Regions from separate parts of the Gasterosteus aculeatus genome. Here region 2 is linked to region 1. A link is a contact called in public Hi-C data. All regions are on one chromosome and are shown on one strand. Each heading gives the region's core, a stretch centred on a gene start, on an enhancer-like site or on the middle of the called end of the contact. The rest is flanking DNA. Distances are from core to core; before and after follow the strand shown. Region 1 holds the start of gata3 (GATA binding protein 3). Region 2 has its middle 130 kb from the start of gata3.

Region 1 (2,904 bases), core at 223-2,722:
TCGCGTTAAATTCCAAATTAATCACGCGATTTGTTCGTAACGACCAAAAACCGGTAGAGACCGGAGTGATTCTGTGTGGACGGGTAACGGAGACGGTAAACCCGAAAGCATTTGCAGTTAATTAAGGATCGACTCTTCGGAACCCCCCCCCCCCCCCTCCGCTTACCCCTCCAAACCCCCAAAAGCACGTCATTTCTTATCCGCTCCCTTTCAAAATCCCAGAGTGATTTTTTCTCCTTTATTAAATTCTATCAGAACAGGACAACAAATTGATTCTCCTTATTCACCCCTTATAATTAATCTTTTTATTTCACCTATAATATGCTTTAATTATCTGTGGCATGAATTCGGTTTACACGTTTGTAGCAATTGTATCAAAGCAATCAGTACGCGCATTTATCACTTATTAACTTCACCTTTACATTAAAATGGAAGAGCCAATAATTACCCCGAAATAAGCACTTGATTTACGTCAAGAGGCAGATTAATAAATCGCTGCTATCTGGATGTGTTATTTCCTAATTCTATTTAGATGTTGAAATACTAATTCCGTAAATGAAAAGCTCCACTGCGTGTAAATACTGAATTATTCATCGGTTTATTAAAAAAAAAAAAACACATACAGATGCATTCGTTGCAAGTTTATGAAACGACGTTTGTTCGCATATTATCGCTAATTTATTACCTTAATTGAATTCCTCCCCCCCCCCCCAAAAAAGATAGATTTGAGAGTGATCAGTTTACGCTGAGAGACACAAAGCCTGCAGCATCCTCCCCTCTCCTCCCTCAGTGCGTTTCACAGGGAGCGGGATCGGATTTGCTTGGTGCTCCTTTCAATGAACCGTGGTCTAGCAGGCCTCTGTCGCTGCGGGTTTGAGTGCACGTGCACGTAGAAAAAAAAAATAAAAATAAATAAAGCTGTGCCGTTTTAAAAAGAAAACCGACTCGTTCGCGCACACGTCGGGCTCTAATTGCTGTGGCGTTTGGCGCGGATCTCGTGTTGTCGATCAGACAGCAGCCGCGTGGCTTCATCTGCGGAGCACAAAAGGAGGCGCAACATCCTGCGTGTCACGGAGGGACTGAAATACCCGCAAAAGGCACACAAAGTGCGCACGCTCCGTTCTTATTAGTTGGCTTTATAGATAATACACCTACGCGTGCACGCTGGCTCGGGCGCCGGTGTAGCCTCAGTTTGCACGATTAAAACATGATTTCTTCTCCCACGCGACCATGCATATACGTATTTTCTGCCCAATACACGTGTGTATGTACATGCTGCTCCATGACACCTGATAACGATGAGGCATTTACATCCGGCTGGTGTCAATGGGCGACACCTGGTCAGGTCTCTTTACATTGATTTTTAGAAATAGTATAACAAAAACAAAAGGAAATACAGCATAAATAATAGCAGCCATATACGTGTGAGCATTCCATGTTAGAATATAAGCAGTAAACACGTGTGCCTGTCAAAGAGGTCAAATTGTGACGTTGTGATTGGTTTCCACTGCCTTTAATTGGGCGTCTCAGCCTCTAACCTGTGACGCCTCCAGACCCGGAAGAGGACGCGCGCGCGGCAGAGAGGGCCGCCTCTTGGTTGGCCCATAACGCGCGTGCAGCCTGCCCGCTGCAGCCTATTGTGCGCGCGTGTCTCTTCCTCGCGACGCGTTATGCGCGATGATGATGTGACTCCCGGACCGAGGACGCGCGCACTGACACCACCGCCACCGCCGACGTGAGAGCGCGTGCGTTTGTTCTCTCTGAATGCCATCGGCGTTTCCATCCTGCACGTCGCTCTTTCTTCACGTCTGCACGCAGGAGGGGACAAAAAAAAAAAAAAGAAAACGCGAGCGTCCGCTCGTCCGCCGCAGGTCAGTGAATATTTAGATCCGCTCTGCATCGCGTCCGATGGGCTCCTTTCCTCGTTTCCTCCTCTCCTTTCCTCTGTTCCTCTTCCCCTTCGCTCCTCTGCGGACGACGGGAAACTTTTGTGACCGGGAGGATAAAAAAAAAAGTAAAACGGAAAATAAACGAATTCTGCCGGCTGAAAAAATATATATTAAAAAAAAAATAAAAAGGGGAGAGGGGGGGGGGGGGGGGGGGGGTATGGTGTGGCTACAATATCTAAAGAGGGGGGGGGGGGGGGGTCTGCAGTGTTGATGACACTGGCCAGAATATCCACAACGTCCGCCATTGTTGCCGCTGACCTGAACGAGCTTCTTCTTCCTTCCAAAACCATCGGGCCGTTTCCACTTCAAACGAGATGCGTAAAACGGCCGCCCCCCCCCCCCCCCTGACCCCCACCACCTATACAGCTAACTCACCTCAGAACCAGATGAGGGCTTTTAACGACCTAATGCAGCGCTCGGGTTGGCGGTGTGCACGTAGAATCCCTCACGAGCCGTGAAATTGATCTGATTGCCTCGCCGGCGGGTCACAAAGAGGTTTCGGGTTTTCCGGGGCTGCGTTCCGTTCCTGTTTATTATTACTTCCCTCCACGTCGCCTTTGGTCGATCCGTCCTGATACGGCAGAGAGGATGTAGAGGAGGCGGATATTTGCTGTGACTTGCTCGATTTTGTGCTGTGATGGAAATATTTATAAATTATTATTAATAAGTCCAGAGGGGCAGCGGGCACGTTGCGCTGTTTTAATATGAAGAGGCTGAATTCTGCGCTTTGATTTAATTTACATGGCATAAATAACCCCTGGTGTTTGCGGCAGAATGACCGAACAGCTGCATGTATGAATGACTTTGTTTCTGTGGCGGATCCGGAGGCTCAGAGGTGAAAAGGCCCCGTGCGCTAAACGGCAGATTACATCAGTGCGACACAGACGTCGATAAGCATCGCGACGCAGTCTATCGGCAGACCGTCTCACTAAATAAAAACTGCTGCTTTTCCCTT
Region 2 (2,700 bases), core at 56-2,555, 130 kb after region 1:
TGTGTCGGGTGGAGGAGCTGCAGAGAGAGAAGAACAGAGGAACCAGCATGTTTTGGATCTGCGGTTTGTTTGCGTGTTTCGTTGCCGCGCGTCTTCTTGGATGAAGGGAACGTGAGATGTTGCACTTGGCAGACAAAACACATTTCTAATCCCCTCCCAACCCCCTTGATGTGAAGGAGACCTCGGGGGATGCGGGCTGAGATCTTCTGCTCAGATGCAAGACGGTGCTCAGACGGACGACGTGCAAACCGAAATGCGTATTTAATAAAAACCAAACTACACGAATCAAGGAGACATTACAGATGTTTGGATTTGGAACTATGGAGGTTGAGGGTGCAGCCCACGGTCCACGGTCTTAAGGTTTTTCTCTCACCTTTGTGTGTCTGTGTGTGTGTGTTGGCGGGTGCGAGCTGCCTCCTGGCGCCGTGGGGATGAAGGCTTCACGCTTGGGCTGAGATTACCTGTGCGGGCGACCTGTGCGGCTCGTTTATGAATCAACTTTTTTGTTCCGATTTTCCCCTCCACTTGTGTCTTTTTAGGACAGGTCTCTACATCCGTGTGTGGGGGGGGGGGGGAGTGTGTGTGTGTGTGTGTGTGTGTGTGTGTGTGTGAGTGGGATGGCGGGCGTCGGCCAGCCACCCCTCGCCTTGAACCCCTCACCTGGACGTGACCCGCTGGGTGTTTATAGCCCTGCTGGGTTTATCTCCATGGCGATGAAGCCTGGTGTGGAATGAAAACAGCTCGTGTGTGGGTGGAGGGGGTCGGGAGGCGTGTGGGTGGGGGTGGGGGGGGGGGGGGGACCAGACGGGAGGCCGCATCCACAACCGGCAGACTGCTGCCTTTGGAGGCCCCTCCCCTCCGCCCACTGGCACCGGCGTGTCTGGTCCGGCATGCAGCTGCAGGTGGAACAGGTGAGCCGGTCCAACAGAAGGTGAGCGCTCGGATCTTTGGTTGTGCGGCGTGAGGACGCCGATCCTCCGTGTGTTACACTCCATGCGTGATAATCCCGTGTGCGGTGTGGAGCACAGGGCGACACAAGAACTGCACACGGTGCACGATCCATTTCCTCCTCCATCAGCTAACTTTGTTTTTTAAAGCACAAATGAAAAGCGAAAGCGTCTCCGACTCGAAACACTTCAATCAATCAACGACAGATGATTTTCTTAAACGTTTCCTCTTCTGCATATTTTCTTCACCTGCCTCACCTGCGATAGCCACACCCTGACAACACACACACACACACCTCAGGACGTGGAGGGTGTGTTTACACGGGAGCACCGCCGAGCTGGAACACTCGACTATCCCCAGCATGTGTTACATTCAAGTGTTGGGCCATTGTGCGCTGGAGAGCGCCTGTTGTCGGAGTGACTAATGTAAGAGTGACACGAGCCAAGTGGGCTTAACTTGAAGTAGAACAAGTTCGCCCCGACGCTCGCACACATTTGGCAGCCGCCGCGCGGAATTCACTGCGTGGAAGAATCAAGAAAAAACGAAGGAGGAAAGGAAGATTGAATTGGGAGCGACATCACCATCATCATTTGCTCCGGTCGCAGCATCATCGTCATCGTCATCATCAGTATCATCGTCATCCGCTGGCACGATTCCGCCTGCCCCGAACCACTGGTTCAATTACCCATCATGCCCTTGACCTCGGAGGTCAGCTTGCTTCGGAGGATGAAGCCTTAGATGTCCCAGGGAGAGAAATAGAAAGTAAAAGATGTGGGGTGGGCTAAGGGGCACGGGGGAGGAGGGCTGGAGGGTTCGAAGGGTCGAGGTGTACGGATGGATTGTGGGGAACGGGTGAGGGAGGGAGATGTGAGAGAAAGAGCGAGAGAGAGAGAGAGAGAGGCCTCAGCCCTGCTCTCTCTTATCTCTCCAGCTTGGTGGAGTTTTAAATTATTCATTCCCTGCCGCTGCCGCCGACTTACACATCTCCATCACACGGCTGCCCGCATCCGCCCGGGGAACAGGCGGTCGCCACGGCAACCTTATCGCAGATCGCAGATTTCGGCTCCAGAAATGAAATAAAAGAGGAAATTGGCTGTATTAGCATAAGAGGAGTCGGCCCCGGAGTTGAATACACACATCACCCCTCCCTCCCGCGCTCCCCTGCTGCCCAGAGCTCACAGCGGCACCCCGCCTCCTCTCCTTATCAGCGCTGTCTGATCGCTGCTCTCCCTTTCTATATATATATATTTTTCTAATTCCACACCCCCTCATCCGCCGCCGCCGACTCGCCCTCCAACCACACACGCCCCATCCCTCTCCTTCCTGCGCCGCGGCCCCTTTGTTCCTCCGTGTGCCGGGAGAAGAATGGGGCGGGCGGGCGGGCGGGAGGGAAAAAATAGATGTGGTCGCCGTGACCTCTAACCTTTTCACAGGGGAGTAAACAATAAGCAATAACCTGGGAGACGCGGCCGCGGCTGCTGACTGACAGCACACTTTATTTCCTGTCCAATAGGACCCCCCCCCCCCCCCCCGTCATCATTTTATTATGGGTGTTTTTCTTTCTTCGTTTCCTCTTTCTGTCCGTCCCTCATTCTCCGTCCTGTCCCCTGGGATCTACCGTCTCAATTTCTTTATTTTTTTATTTTTTCTCTACTACCGTCCTGCGGGTTTGCCGGCGCTGACCTTAAAGAAAGAAAAGCGCCGAGATATTTGTTTGGCTTTCAGGTGAATGGATGTAAACTCCCAGACAGC

The links. Hi-C and Micro-C count contacts between places; a contact is called where the count stands out from the background.
Region 2: a contact with region 1 is called in a Hi-C map of tail fin, with 2.8 times the contacts expected there. The contact joins the enhancer-like site here to the promoter of gata3 in region 1. A contact is called at or near these places in 4 of 6 Hi-C or Micro-C datasets (skeletal muscle, tail fin and whole body).

What each region holds. Positions count from the first base shown.
Region 1 is chr4:34,340,364-34,343,267 of fGasAcu3.hap1.1, forward strand. It overlaps gata3 (GATA binding protein 3), which reads left to right and starts at 1,473. Exons shown (of 6, transcript XM_078100545.1): 1 at 1,473-1,871.
Region 2 is chr4:34,470,301-34,473,000 of fGasAcu3.hap1.1, forward strand. No RefSeq gene overlaps it. Among protein-coding and RNA genes, the nearest start is that of gata3, 130 kb to the left of the region's middle. Within about 2 kb of position 1,306, at least 4 of the 9 cell types and tissues checked have open chromatin away from gene starts, as enhancers often do.